Linked DNA regions of Mus musculus: regions 1 and 3 are each linked to region 2. Evidence: chromatin contacts called from public promoter capture Hi-C data. All regions are on one chromosome and are shown on one strand. The core of a region is the stretch at or near the end of the contact, and the rest is flanking DNA. Distances in the headings are between cores, read along the strand shown.

The links. Promoter capture Hi-C pulls out the DNA fragments that hold promoters and counts their contacts.
Region 1: a contact with region 2 is called in a promoter capture Hi-C map of embryonic stem cells, with 12 times the contacts expected there. A contact is called at or near these places in 5 of 39 promoter capture datasets (the 3T3-L1 cell line, cranial neural crest, embryonic stem cells and 2 more), 3 of 484 Hi-C or Micro-C datasets (all in embryonic stem cells) and 14 of 130 datasets of targeted methods (embryonic stem cells, large pre-B cells, memory CD8 T cells and 3 more).
Region 3: a contact with region 2 is called in a promoter capture Hi-C map of stem cell-derived epiblast-like cells, with 4 times the contacts expected there. A contact is called at or near these places in 6 of 39 promoter capture datasets (the 3T3-L1 cell line, the C10 cell line, cranial neural crest and 3 more), 3 of 130 datasets of targeted methods (embryonic stem cells, large pre-B cells and stem cell-derived neural progenitor cells) and 1 of 9 other capture datasets (embryonic stem cells).

The regions. Positions count from the first base shown.
Region 1 is chr19:38,929,248-38,933,294 of GRCm38.p6, reverse strand. It overlaps Hells (helicase, lymphoid specific), which reads right to left and starts at 2,305. Exons shown (of 22, transcript NM_008234.3): 1 at 2,220-2,305; 2 at 1,783-1,904. The coding sequence starts at 1,887.
Region 2 is chr19:40,269,248-40,273,146 of GRCm38.p6, reverse strand. Pdlim1 (PDZ and LIM domain 1 (elfin)) reads left to right here and starts at 1,531. Exons shown (of 7, transcript NM_016861.4): 1 at 1,531-1,801. The coding sequence starts at 1,706. Gm41845 (a long non-coding RNA gene) reads right to left here and starts at 1,581. Exons shown (of 3, transcript XR_877853.2): 1 at 1,367-1,581.
Region 3 is chr19:38,867,638-38,871,258 of GRCm38.p6, reverse strand. The region is part of intron 2 of Tbc1d12 (TBC1D12: TBC1 domain family, member 12); the gene reads right to left. Among named protein-coding and RNA genes, the nearest start is that of Tbc1d12, 33 kb to the right of the region's middle.

The sequences.
Region 1 (4,047 bases), core at 1,056-3,555, 1.3 Mb after region 2:
GGATGACTTGAACATCTGATCCTCAAGCTGCCACATCCCAAGTGCTGGGATTATAGGCACGGGGCCTAGTGTGACCCTACTCTTAATAAACCATCATTAAGATTTAACAATGGTAGATCCAATAGTTTGAGGCTAACTAGAACTATGTACTATGCCCCCATCCCTATTCAGAGGGAAGAAAAGTTACAAAACAACTAGTGTGATAACATCAAATTCTGTCCATCCTCCATGTGCACCACGAACACAAATAAATACTGAAGAACACTGACATACAAAATACATACCGTGAACTATATGACTGATCACTTGTTTCAGGATGGATTATTTCCTAAACTAAGTGGGTTTCTATTTATGGTTAGATAGTTCAAAGTAAGTTGAACTGAATGTATTCTGTGAGAAGATCATACATCTACTAAGTCCACTTTCAGCATTACCTGTGATTCAGCTACCATATATGCAAACATAGAGTATAAAAGGTGCAAAGCCTTCAATAAACCTGCGATCTTGCCTGATTTGTCTTTAGATAGTGTCAGTCTCCTTCCCTTGCTGACTCTACACCTCTTTGGGACCTGAACCCTGCTGAAGCTGGACTCTGGCACATTTACTTTATGACCAACTGGCTCAGCTGGTAAAGCACAACTGCTCTTGCAGAGGTACCAGGTTTGTTTCCCAGCGGTCCTGCTATGTCAGACGGCTCACAACCTGCTTAGTCTAGCTCCAAACTCACCTGCAGCTACTCCAAACTCAAATGGACATCTCACACTCACACACACACTTCAGAAAAGGAGACCTACTGTGAGTTCCAGCCCAGCATGGGCTACAAAATTGAAGATTAAAAATCCCAAAGAGTGTTCATACTCTATTGACAGAATGAAATAAATGCAAGGAAAAAAAAAAACTAAGATGGAGTTAAGAACTTCCCATGATTATATCACCTTTTCTTGCATATGCAACAACTAAGCAGCAGGGTGGTGGCACTTCATAGTACTAATCAAGAACTAAACTTGCCAAATGTTAAAAGCTGCTTTCACTACGTTTTAAAAGATTCTGTTTTTTAAAGAAATGTACAAATACTGTAACTTACCATGAAAACATACACCTCAATTTTAGCTAAAGAACCTTACTTGTAGAAAACTAAAACAAATTGATTACTTAGGCAGCAAACAGTAATAAATTGCTAAGAAATCCTTAGGAGAAGGGAATGATATGCACACTCCAGTAATCCCAGCCAGCACTGGGAAGCTAGGCAGGGGGACCCTAGGATATGAAGGCCAGCATAATACTGTCTCAAAAACAAACCCAACAGAAAAATAGAGGGGAAGGGAATTATCAGTAGACCCGGCTTACAGCCCAACCGTTGATTAATGTCAACGTCTACCACCTCTGTCTACTAATACATACATTATGACTCGGGGCATTAAAGATTAATAATGTTGGCCATTAGGCATACAGTGAGAGAACATATTTTAAAAGCCAATAAAGATGGCAAAAGCAAGCAAACACTTACCAGTGACTCTTGACTGAATCTTAGTAGTCAAAAAAGCAATCTGAAACGTCCACTCAAAGATAAGTTGCAACCTACCCCGCCCAGACCACACTTCAGAAACCTATCTATCATTCAAAGCCCACGCCAAGATTTCCACTTTACAAGTACGGAGAAGCCAAGTGGCCAGGGCTGCTTGGAAGTTCAAGGAGAAGCAAGTGGGGGAGGCAGGCGGGGAGGCAGGCCGGGGGTGGGGGTGGGGAGCCGGGGAGAACCGCCGGCCGTGGACTTTACATTACCTCTTCTAACATCTTCCGCTCTTTCTCAAGTCCCGCAGCCTCGAGCTGTTCCTCCTCCTCCAGCATGGCTGGAGTAATCACCGCAGGCTCCGTTTGTTCGGCCATCTCTGGAGCCAAGGACCCTAAGGGAGCACGGCGGGGGCTTTCAGAACGGGATTCAAGTTACAACCCCCGAGTTCCAACTTCGGGAAGCCACGGCCTTCCCCCTCCCTGGCCGTCTGCATCGCCGGCCAAAGCCACGGACAGCGTCTGGGTGGCAAAGCCGGTCGGCCGGGACCCAGCTCGTGAGGAGACCTGTAAGGGAGACGTGGGGGAACGCTTCCGTGCCACCAAGCAGACCAGGTCGCCGCCGGCGGCTCCTCACGCCTTTTCCCCTCCTCAGCCCGGACCCCGGCGAGCTCCCTCCCCGGGGTGCAGCCTTCACGCCGCCGGCTCACCGCTGCTGCTCGCGGGCGGCTCCGCAGGCACGGCTGGACACCGGCCGGGGACCCAGTCGCCTCAAACGCCGCGAGCTAAATCCTCACACCCCGCCGGCTCGCTCGCCCCGCGGCGCAAGAAATTCGCGCGCTTCTCTTTCGCGGGAAAACCCGGTGGTCTCGCGAGACTTCGGGCTCCCCGCCCGCTGCAGACCTCGGCTCACGAGATTTGGACGCGCTTGGCTTTGCTTTCCGCCTCTCCCCAGGAGGGATGCGTTAAGCCTTTACCTGGACCCAGGCAAAGGGGGTGTAGCTAGCTCCAGCCTTGAATGTCGCCCGTGGTCACAGAGGCGCCGCAGACCGTAGTGGCCCCGATCGCCCCTTTCTTATTTAATGATGGTCCCGAGTTGTTCGGCGGGTGCAAGACCTCTTCACACACTGGATTGTTTGAACGCCCCCAATACCTGTCCTTTCGGTAGGTGAAGGTCGATGTTAGGGTGTCAAAAACGGCCAAGCTCGCTGGACCCTGACCAGTTGTAGTTCGCGGTTTTTCGTAAACTTCCTTTCCAAATAACTCTGAGGAGTGGTTTGTGAGTAAGAAGAAAGATGAGAAATTAAGATTATAGCTAGTTCAGGGGGGAAAAAGTATTTAGGATAAAATAGCGAGTGATAAACTGACTGAGAGGAACGGAGGAGAGAACAAGGTCTGTAGGTGTAGCGGAGTTGGTGTAATGCCTGCCCACAGGGAAAGGCTCCCTTGTCATCTCGCGCAGTGGAGGTCCAGGCACAGGATTAGGACTTTTGGAAGGTCAGTGATCCTTGGTTTACAGACACCCTGGAGCCCTGGAGTACATGAATCTTTAAAAAAAAAAAAAAATTTTTTTTTTTTCAGAAAACAAATAGACCGCTAATAAGAGTGGGTGCTGAAGGGTTTTTCTCGTGGCCGTTTTGCTTAGGTTTCAATTCCTTTTCTGCAATGCTTTACGCACGGAGAAGAAAAGTCCTGCAAATTGTCCGTTAATCTCTATGAGTACCAAGTCGCATTTGTAAGCCTACCCACACACCTCTAAATATGCACACTAAATAAAAATGTAAAGAAAAATTTAAGAGAAAAAGACATGGCTTTACCATAACCACCTTCGGGGGGATCCTCTATTTTAAAAAATAAGATTTTATTTGCGACAGGGTCTCACTATGCTGCGCTCCTCCCCCCCTGGTCTAGAACTTGCTATGTAGATTATGCCACCCTTGAACTCATAGAGCCCCACCTGCCTCTGCCTCCCACGTGCCAATGTATGCAACCATGCCTTGATGGTCGGCTTCCCTTCTAGGTCTTTAGGAAGAGCAGGTTGATTTGTCCAGAACAAGAGTTGGAGCACAGTGCAAATTCATTTGGTTCTCACAGAACAGACATCTGCTACATTGCTACATTAATTTCCTGACTCATCTTGGCTGCTGTGTAGACTAAATACTAGCAATGGCTAAGAAAAGCACCAGCTCTCTGCTTTCAAGGCCTCTGTGTAAATGCCTCCAGAACAACAGAAAATATACAGCAATGAACCAGAACTTCTAAATCCTTATGCATAGGTCTCTTAAACTCCAGAACCGGAAACAGAATAGAGTAATGGGAGAACTGGCAGATCTTTAAGACTAGGTAATTGGATACCTGGGGGTTGAGGAAAATGACAAGCAAAGAAATGTCAAAAAGCCAATCAGCCCAGGGTAAGAGTAACCTAGGCAGAAACTACAGCCACTGGAAGCACTTACGGCTCCTGCACACCACCTGAGTTTGGTTCCGAGCATGTGCATGTGCCTGTGCCTATAACTCCATCTCTGAGCCGGGCGGTGG
Region 2 (3,899 bases), core at 282-2,781:
CCAGATGGTTGTGAGCCACCATGTGGTTGCTGGGATTTGAACTCGTGACCTTTGGAATAGGCAGTCAGTGCTCTTACCCGCTGAGCCATCTCTCCAGCCCAAGAAGGGGTTTTAAAAGTTCTAGAAAACAGGAATGACCTTGATTTCTAAAAATGAGCAATTCATTGGCCGTCACAGGCCTTTGTGTTGGGTGAGGGACAAGATGATCCTTTCATATGTAAATCTGTGCAGAGACCCGCAAAAGATTGGCCAGGACCGCGGGGGGTCGCGAGGAGCTGCACTTTTCACAAATCCATTCAACCTGTGTCCAGCTTCCCGAATGAATGGGAACCAGGAAAACCACGAGGGGGTCAGTGGTCCTAAGGTTGGCTAATGTATTACATCCATCATGAGATTATTCTAGGCGGGGAACACCGCAGTGAGCTGTTTGCAAGATAAAAACCCGTCAGGTCTTGAAACTAGCGCTTAGGAATGTGGGTAGGACAAACTAATAAGTAAACTATAGACTACACAGGGATGGGCAGAGAATTAAGGCAGTGGAAGTTAAAGGGGGTCTAGAGGGGATGTTTAAATGGCTCTCAGAAATGGCCTTAACCAGAAGATGGTATCTGCAAGAAACCCTTGAGTTATCTGGGGGAAGGATACACGTGATGGCAAAGCTCTGAGTAGGAGGCCAGTGTGGTCAAAGTTGGAGACAGATTACAGCAGATTCAAGTCGTTCTTGGAGTGGCCTTAGAGGCATTTAAAGGGTTGGATTTTTACTCAGGGTGAAGAAGCATCAGTGGACAGCATGAGTTGTGGTTTAATCTGTTTTGAGAACTTATTTTGGGGGCAGCTCACAGAAGAAACTGATAGGGAGCTTTGAACCCTGGAATTTCCATTCACCGCTTTCCCGGCATTGGTCCACCCCGGACTTCATGATGGAATTGTTGGGAACGTCAGAATTCACCTACCTTCAATTTCAACTCCAGCCAGGAGGAAAGGTTTCTAGGAACTTCGTAGAGCCTAATTATAACCCCCTGACTACCCCCCCCCCCAACCGTTATAGTCCCATTAGCATTGGAAAGCTTCCAGGGTGGCCCAAGGAGCCTGGAAAATGATTCAGTAGCAACCCCGAGTTGTTGCGTAGCCTTAGGGGTGCTTTATAATCTCGGGCAGCCTCAATGACTTTATCTCTAAAATGGGACTAGAGATAAAGCGCCTAATTGCGTCAGGTGAGATCACTTGAAAGCGCCTCTTAAACGGCTCTGCGGTTTCCAAAAGTGTAAACCGCTCTGACCTCGCTCAATCCTTTTCGACTTTTTGCAAAGCACAACGCGTGGGTTTGTAAGGTCTGCTGTAGGTGGGGACAAGGCTTAGGTCTCACCTAGCTTTCATGCCGGGTTGGGAGCAGCAAGAAGGCTGTGGGTAGGGCGGGAGGAGGTGCGGGCGGAGGTTCGGGGCTGCTGGGCGGAGTTGAAGAGCCTAACTCCCGGATTAGAGTCTGGCGAGGTCCTGCGGGCCCGCTGGGAGTGGAGGCGCGGGCCGGGCGGGGCTGCAGCGACGCGGCCGGGGCGGATCTGTCCCCGCCCTCGCTCGCGACCCCGCCCGTCCCAGGATCTCCCAACTCCCGCCGCGCGCTCTTTCTCCGACAGCTGCTCCGGGAGCCCCGCGCGCCGTGCAGTTCTGTGCCTTGCCTGTCTGTCCCTTCCGATTGTGCCTAGCGATGACCACCCAGCAGATTGTTCTCCAGGGCCCGGGTCCCTGGGGTTTCCGCCTCGTGGGCGGCAAGGACTTCGAACAACCTCTCGCCATTTCCCGGGTAAGAGCGTCTTGGGACGCGCGTGGGAACGGGGTGGTTTCGTAGGGTGGCGGCGCGCTGCGTCCCTATGGAGGTCGGGGTGACTGGAGCTCCGAGGGGATCGCGGTGGGGCGCATCCAGGTGCGCCATTCGCCGAGCGCTCTGTGCCATCTGCCACCCCGTCCCAACCGCCGCGCTCCGGGGCAAGCGGGCTCGGTGCGCGCTGAGTCAAGGCCAAAGACAGTTTTCTTTCTGCGCCCCGGAAGCGTGGCGCGGCGCGGCAAGCAGACAAGCTTTGTGCCTGGGCGTGGAGACCTGGGGCTCCGCAGACCCTGTGCGCCAAGAGTTAACACTCCTTGCTCTTCACAGTGAAAGAGTTGGGGAGAGCTAATCGGAAGCAATAGAAAGTCCTGGAAGGTGAATGGAGTACAGAAAAGTTCCCTGGAAGGCGAATGGGATTCGTTCAGCTAACAACCGAAACAACAATTTTACACTCTTCGGATATGACCCGTGGCTGGCTCTCGGTTCTGTAAAGCCTTTCACAGGAAACACTGGAGTTGGGAAATAACCCCAGATAAACCTCCGTAGTCTCTCCCTGTCTAAGGTGGTTAGATCACCTTTCTGCCCTCCAGGTTATTCGCGATAAGGCCATTTCCTTTTGGGGAAGCGCACTAACGGTGTGTGGTGGTGATGATTGAAAACTTCTTGGTTGGGTCTTATCTGTGGGAGGGCGGGTGGCTCAATCGCAGACTGCTAGACCCGTGGCCCGTAATTGAAATGCAACCCCCTGTTAGACTCAGGCTCGGTATTTGGAAGTCCACACTTTGGCTATGTGATTTGGGCCAAACACAAGGAATATGTCCCACTGAGAGTCAATACTTTAGATTTTTAGTCCTTTCATATAGGTGTGTGTGTGTGTGTGTGCGTGTGTGCGCGCGCGCGCGCGCGCGCGTGACTCCGCTGGGCCCCGGGGGTGTTACTAAATATCTTTTAATTAAGGAGATAGAAAAACCTCAGGGATGCCTGACCTAGAGGGACCACATTCCATTCTTTTGTACACTTGTCTGCTGAAGCTAACCTTAAACTTGCTCCTCCAGTCTTGTAAATGTGTCTTTTTTTTTTTTTTTTTTTTTTTTTTAAATCTCAGAGGGATTCTGGGATGGAAATGGAAGTGAAAGATCCCAGTGGGTCCTTTTGACTTATGGCTATGCCTCCAGCAGCTGAAGGACTTAGGTGGAAGTTGTGGAATCATCCAGCCACCTCTTGGCTTTTCTGACAACCACAGTGGCTGTCACTCAGGCTTTCTTACAGGTGGGCCTGGCCTAGAAAGGGGCTCTTTGACCAGCCGACTCCAAATGAGCAGGCAGCCCAGTTTTAAGACTTGGGTCTTCCACATGCCCATCTTGTCTTCCAGAAATTTCTTTGTTATTGGAAATGTGAGCTGTTTTCTCAGCCTCCCACCAACCTTTTCAAGCCTGGGAGCTATGCCTTCATCAATATGGGCCTCTTACCCTAAGTCTGGCTGGCCCAGGACTGCACCCGACTGTGCCTGCCTAGTGTATCCTGGCAGGCAGACTACACATGCTTGCCCATGGAGGGCACAGCCTCTGCACATTTAGAGTTAGTTACCTCATAGTCCAGTTGTTCTCCGTCTTTGTGTCTATAATTAACCTGTCAACCTTCCCCACTTCTGAGAAACTTTCTTTTTAAGCAGGGGAGGCTGTATTGGCAATCTGTTGAAAGGATAGTCGTGACTTGTCATTTTGGCTGCTTCTAAAAAGGCTTAATGCCAGCTGGGAGTATAGCTCAGTGATGCACTCGGCACGGTGTAGAAATGAAGTTGGCCTGAAGTAGAAAGCACATTGCTTTGGATCTTCCTGAATTAATTAATTTAATTTAATTAATTAATTTTAACTTCTTCCTTCCTTCCTTCCTTCCTTCCTCCCTCCCTCCTTCCCCCTCTCTCTTTCTTTCCTTCTTTCTTTCCTTCTTTCCTTCTTTCTTTCTTCCTTTCCTTCTCTCCTTCCTTTCCTTCTTTCCTTTCTTTCTTTCTTTCTTTCTTTCTTTCTTTCTTTCTTTCTTTCTTTCTTTTTCTCTCTTACATAGAGTCTCATGTATC
Region 3 (3,621 bases), core at 544-3,043, 1.4 Mb after region 2:
CACTGTCGAGATTTTGTCTTTCAAGCAGGTAAATCAACATTCTCGAGGCGGACCAGCGATGTACATCCCCGCCCCCCTAGAGCACACAGGTGGCTGCTGTTATCTCCATTCTCAAGACATTCCAGCACGTGGCCTTCAGTCTGATTTAGAAATTAGGTTTACCAAGAGGGCTAGAAAAGTAGATATTTCTATATTAATAAAGGTTGGTTTTTATTTTGATAGACAGGCTTAGTCCCTTAGCTGACCTCTGGCTTTTCACCCTTGCTGTTACTGCAAGGTGTCCTTAGGCTGTGGAAAAAACAGGGATGAAGAGAAACGACTTCCAGCTCCTATTTTAGCCACAAATCGTGGTGTTACTAACGACATAATTCTTGCTTAGGCTTTGCTAATTCTGAGGTTGATAATTCTCCTTTAGGAGCTGCACAGCACTCAGAACTGTGCATACTGGTTTGTGATTGTACAAATTCAGTATGGGCATCGCTTGGTGCAGAGGTACTGCAAGAGAAGGTCCGGCTTGACCATTTCTGAGTTTCCTGTGAGATAAACCCGGTTTAAAAGAGGTTGGTATCATATTTTGGTTAAAAATCAAAAATATTTTCCGGCTCTGCCTCGCCTCCCCAAAAGATACCCAGAGCCACATGTGTGGGTCTTATCAATACCCACGGGAGGAATCAGGTCCATGTCCACCCAAGCCAAGGTTAAAAGCCCACTCATCTACGGATGAGAAAATCATTTGATCACCTCAGTTAAGCGTTGCCTTATTTAACTTAATCAATAGGGGGGAGAGAGATTGGAGACGTACTATTGAAAGGGCAAGCCCTTCACTGCCTCCCACCCAAATAAAAAAGCCAATTGGCCTTGTACTACAAGAGCCGGTTGAACTCCTTCTCCCTGTTTCCCACCTATCATCCAAAAAAGCGGAGAAATATCAACTTAGTGTTATTATAGTGTATTTCACATTTGTTCAGTCAAACTTAGTCAGAGTTCCAACGCCCTACTTAAAATTCAACTAGAAAGTTACCTACCAAGTACTAATTAGCATTATAAAGTCAGAGCCTACAGCTCCAGGCTTTTCAGTTAGTTGTTCACTAAGATAAGAAAGGACAGTCTTAGCCTTATACCATAAGAAAAGTTAAGGAATCCCATGAAAGCAAGTTTTTTCTTTAGCCCTAGATTCCAGGCAGAACTATTGAGCATAGATAATTTTTCCCCCCTCAGGCCAGCTTTTTCTTTTTTTAAATTTTGTTAATAAAAGGGAGGAGATGTAGTCTCCCCTCCCCCAGCCTGAAACCTGCTTGCTCAGGGGTGGAGCTTCCTGCTCATTCGTTCTGCCACGCCCACTGCTGGAACCTGCGGAGCCACACACGTGCACCTTTCTACTGGACCAGAGATTATTCGGCGGGAATCGGGTCCCCTCCCCCTTCCTTCATAACTAGTGTCCCAACAATAAAATTTGAGCCTTGATCAGAGTAATTGTCTTGGCTACATTCCTTTCTCTCGCCACCTAGCCCCTCTTCTCTTCCAGGTTTCCAAAATGCCTTTCCAGGCTAGAACCCAGGTTGTGGTCTGCTGGCCGGCCACAACATCCAACAACCTCTTCTGACCTCCAGGGGGATGAGGCACACATGGGGTACACAGCCATATATGCAAGCATAACACTACCACACATAAAATTTTAATTAAAAAAAAATTACCCAAGGTGGCTTGGGAGATGGCTCAGTGGTTAGGAGCACCTGCTCCCCAAGAGGGAGGAGCTGAGTGTGAAACAATCCCAGCACCTACATAGAAAGGTGAGTGTGGCTGCACACTAGCCGGCCACACTGTGCTTGCGTGCATTCTACTGCTTAGGCACTCTAAAGGCAAGTGAGACATCTTTACATTTTCAAAGGGATTTGTTTATTTACGTATGTTTGAAAAGGGTTGTCTGTATCCCAGAGTGACCTCAAACTCACTCTGTAGCCAAGGGTGACTGTGGACTGTCTCCTACCTGCATGTCCTAAGTTCTGAGACTACGGAAGTCATCACCACATGGAACAGGAATCTATCTTGACTTTAATACATTTTCAGGAAGTTTTATACTTAGATTACTAGCTATAATTTACTTCCTACAGGAGTAATAGCTTAAGACTCTATCCTAAAATACGATGCAGTGTCAACTTTCTCATGGCTATACTGGTAATACCTTGTTTGTTTGTTTTTTTCTTTTTCTTTTTTCAACTTCAGACTTAAGTATAAAATTAGAAATCAGTACACAGTAAAGGGTCTCAAATACAGTTTTTTATTATTAATGCCTTACAGGATTCAAAGATGAAAGCTAAGGAAAACTGTTTCTAGTTAGCATAGACACATAAGGTTGTAAATATCTATTTGTATAAGAAAAAGCCACACCCACCTTGGAAAAGGACAGTCTCAGGAAAGAGGTCATCAGGATGATTTAAACAAAGAGGCAGGGATACACAGGAGAAAGGCCATGGGAAGTAAGGGTGCTTCCTGACACGGTTAGAGTCTGAGTGCAGTCTCCAGGACTCACATGAAAAGAGAGAATGGACTTCGCAAAGTTTTGGGGCTCCACACATACATGGTATTCAAGTGCATGCATATCCACACACATGAGAAATAGAAAAAAGAAAAAATGCTTTAACAAACCTTCTGTAGCAAGACAACTGTTTGGCCTCTTGAGGGAGAATTTGATCTAGAAAAACTACAGACAAAAGTTTCGATTGGCTGGGAGGTTTTTTCCAACAGTCTCACTTAGGAAGCCCTCCCACCTAAGTAGCCTAGGCCAGCCTCCAACTAATGGCAAAACTAACAGCAATTTATTTGCCTTGGGCTCCTTAGTGTAAAACCACACTCAGCTAGACAAAAGTTAATCTCACAGTATATATATATATATATATATATATATATATATATATATATATATATATATGAACACACACATACATACATACACACACAACTTTATGACAGAAGAAGTTCTGAGCCTTTTTAGGTTAACGAAGTTTTAGTAATAATTTTCATACTCTAAACCAAATGAAGTAAGAAGTAGTCCTATTAACAAATAGCCACGTTTGAAGAATTCAGTAAGACTACCTTAGTAGAGTACTGGCAATGTAGCTCAATCAGGAGGGTGCCTACCTAGGGTAACAGAGGCCCTAGGATCCTGCCCTAGGGCCTCTGTCCTGCCTAAACCAGGTCAGAGGCTTAAAGGTGTCTAATCTCAGCCAGTATGGAGACAGAACCAGGTAAAACAGGAGATCAAGGTCATACTGCATCTCAGCCAGCTCCTGGTCCACCCTGGCTTCATGAGACCTCAAAACAATAGAAGAAGAGTTAAGGAATATCGTAACAGAGGCTCAAAAGATGGCTCAGTGGTTTAAGAACACTTGCTGTTCTTTCAGAGGACCCACAGAGCAGTTCACACCCCAGGGGATCTAACACTCTCTTTTGACCTCTGTGGGCACCAGCTATACACACACACACACACACACACACACACACACACACACACACACGTGCATAGACATATATGCAGACAAAGCCCCCATATATACAAAGTAAATAACCTTAAAATAATATCTTAATACTAAATAAGCATTAAAAATAATATACATATAGCCA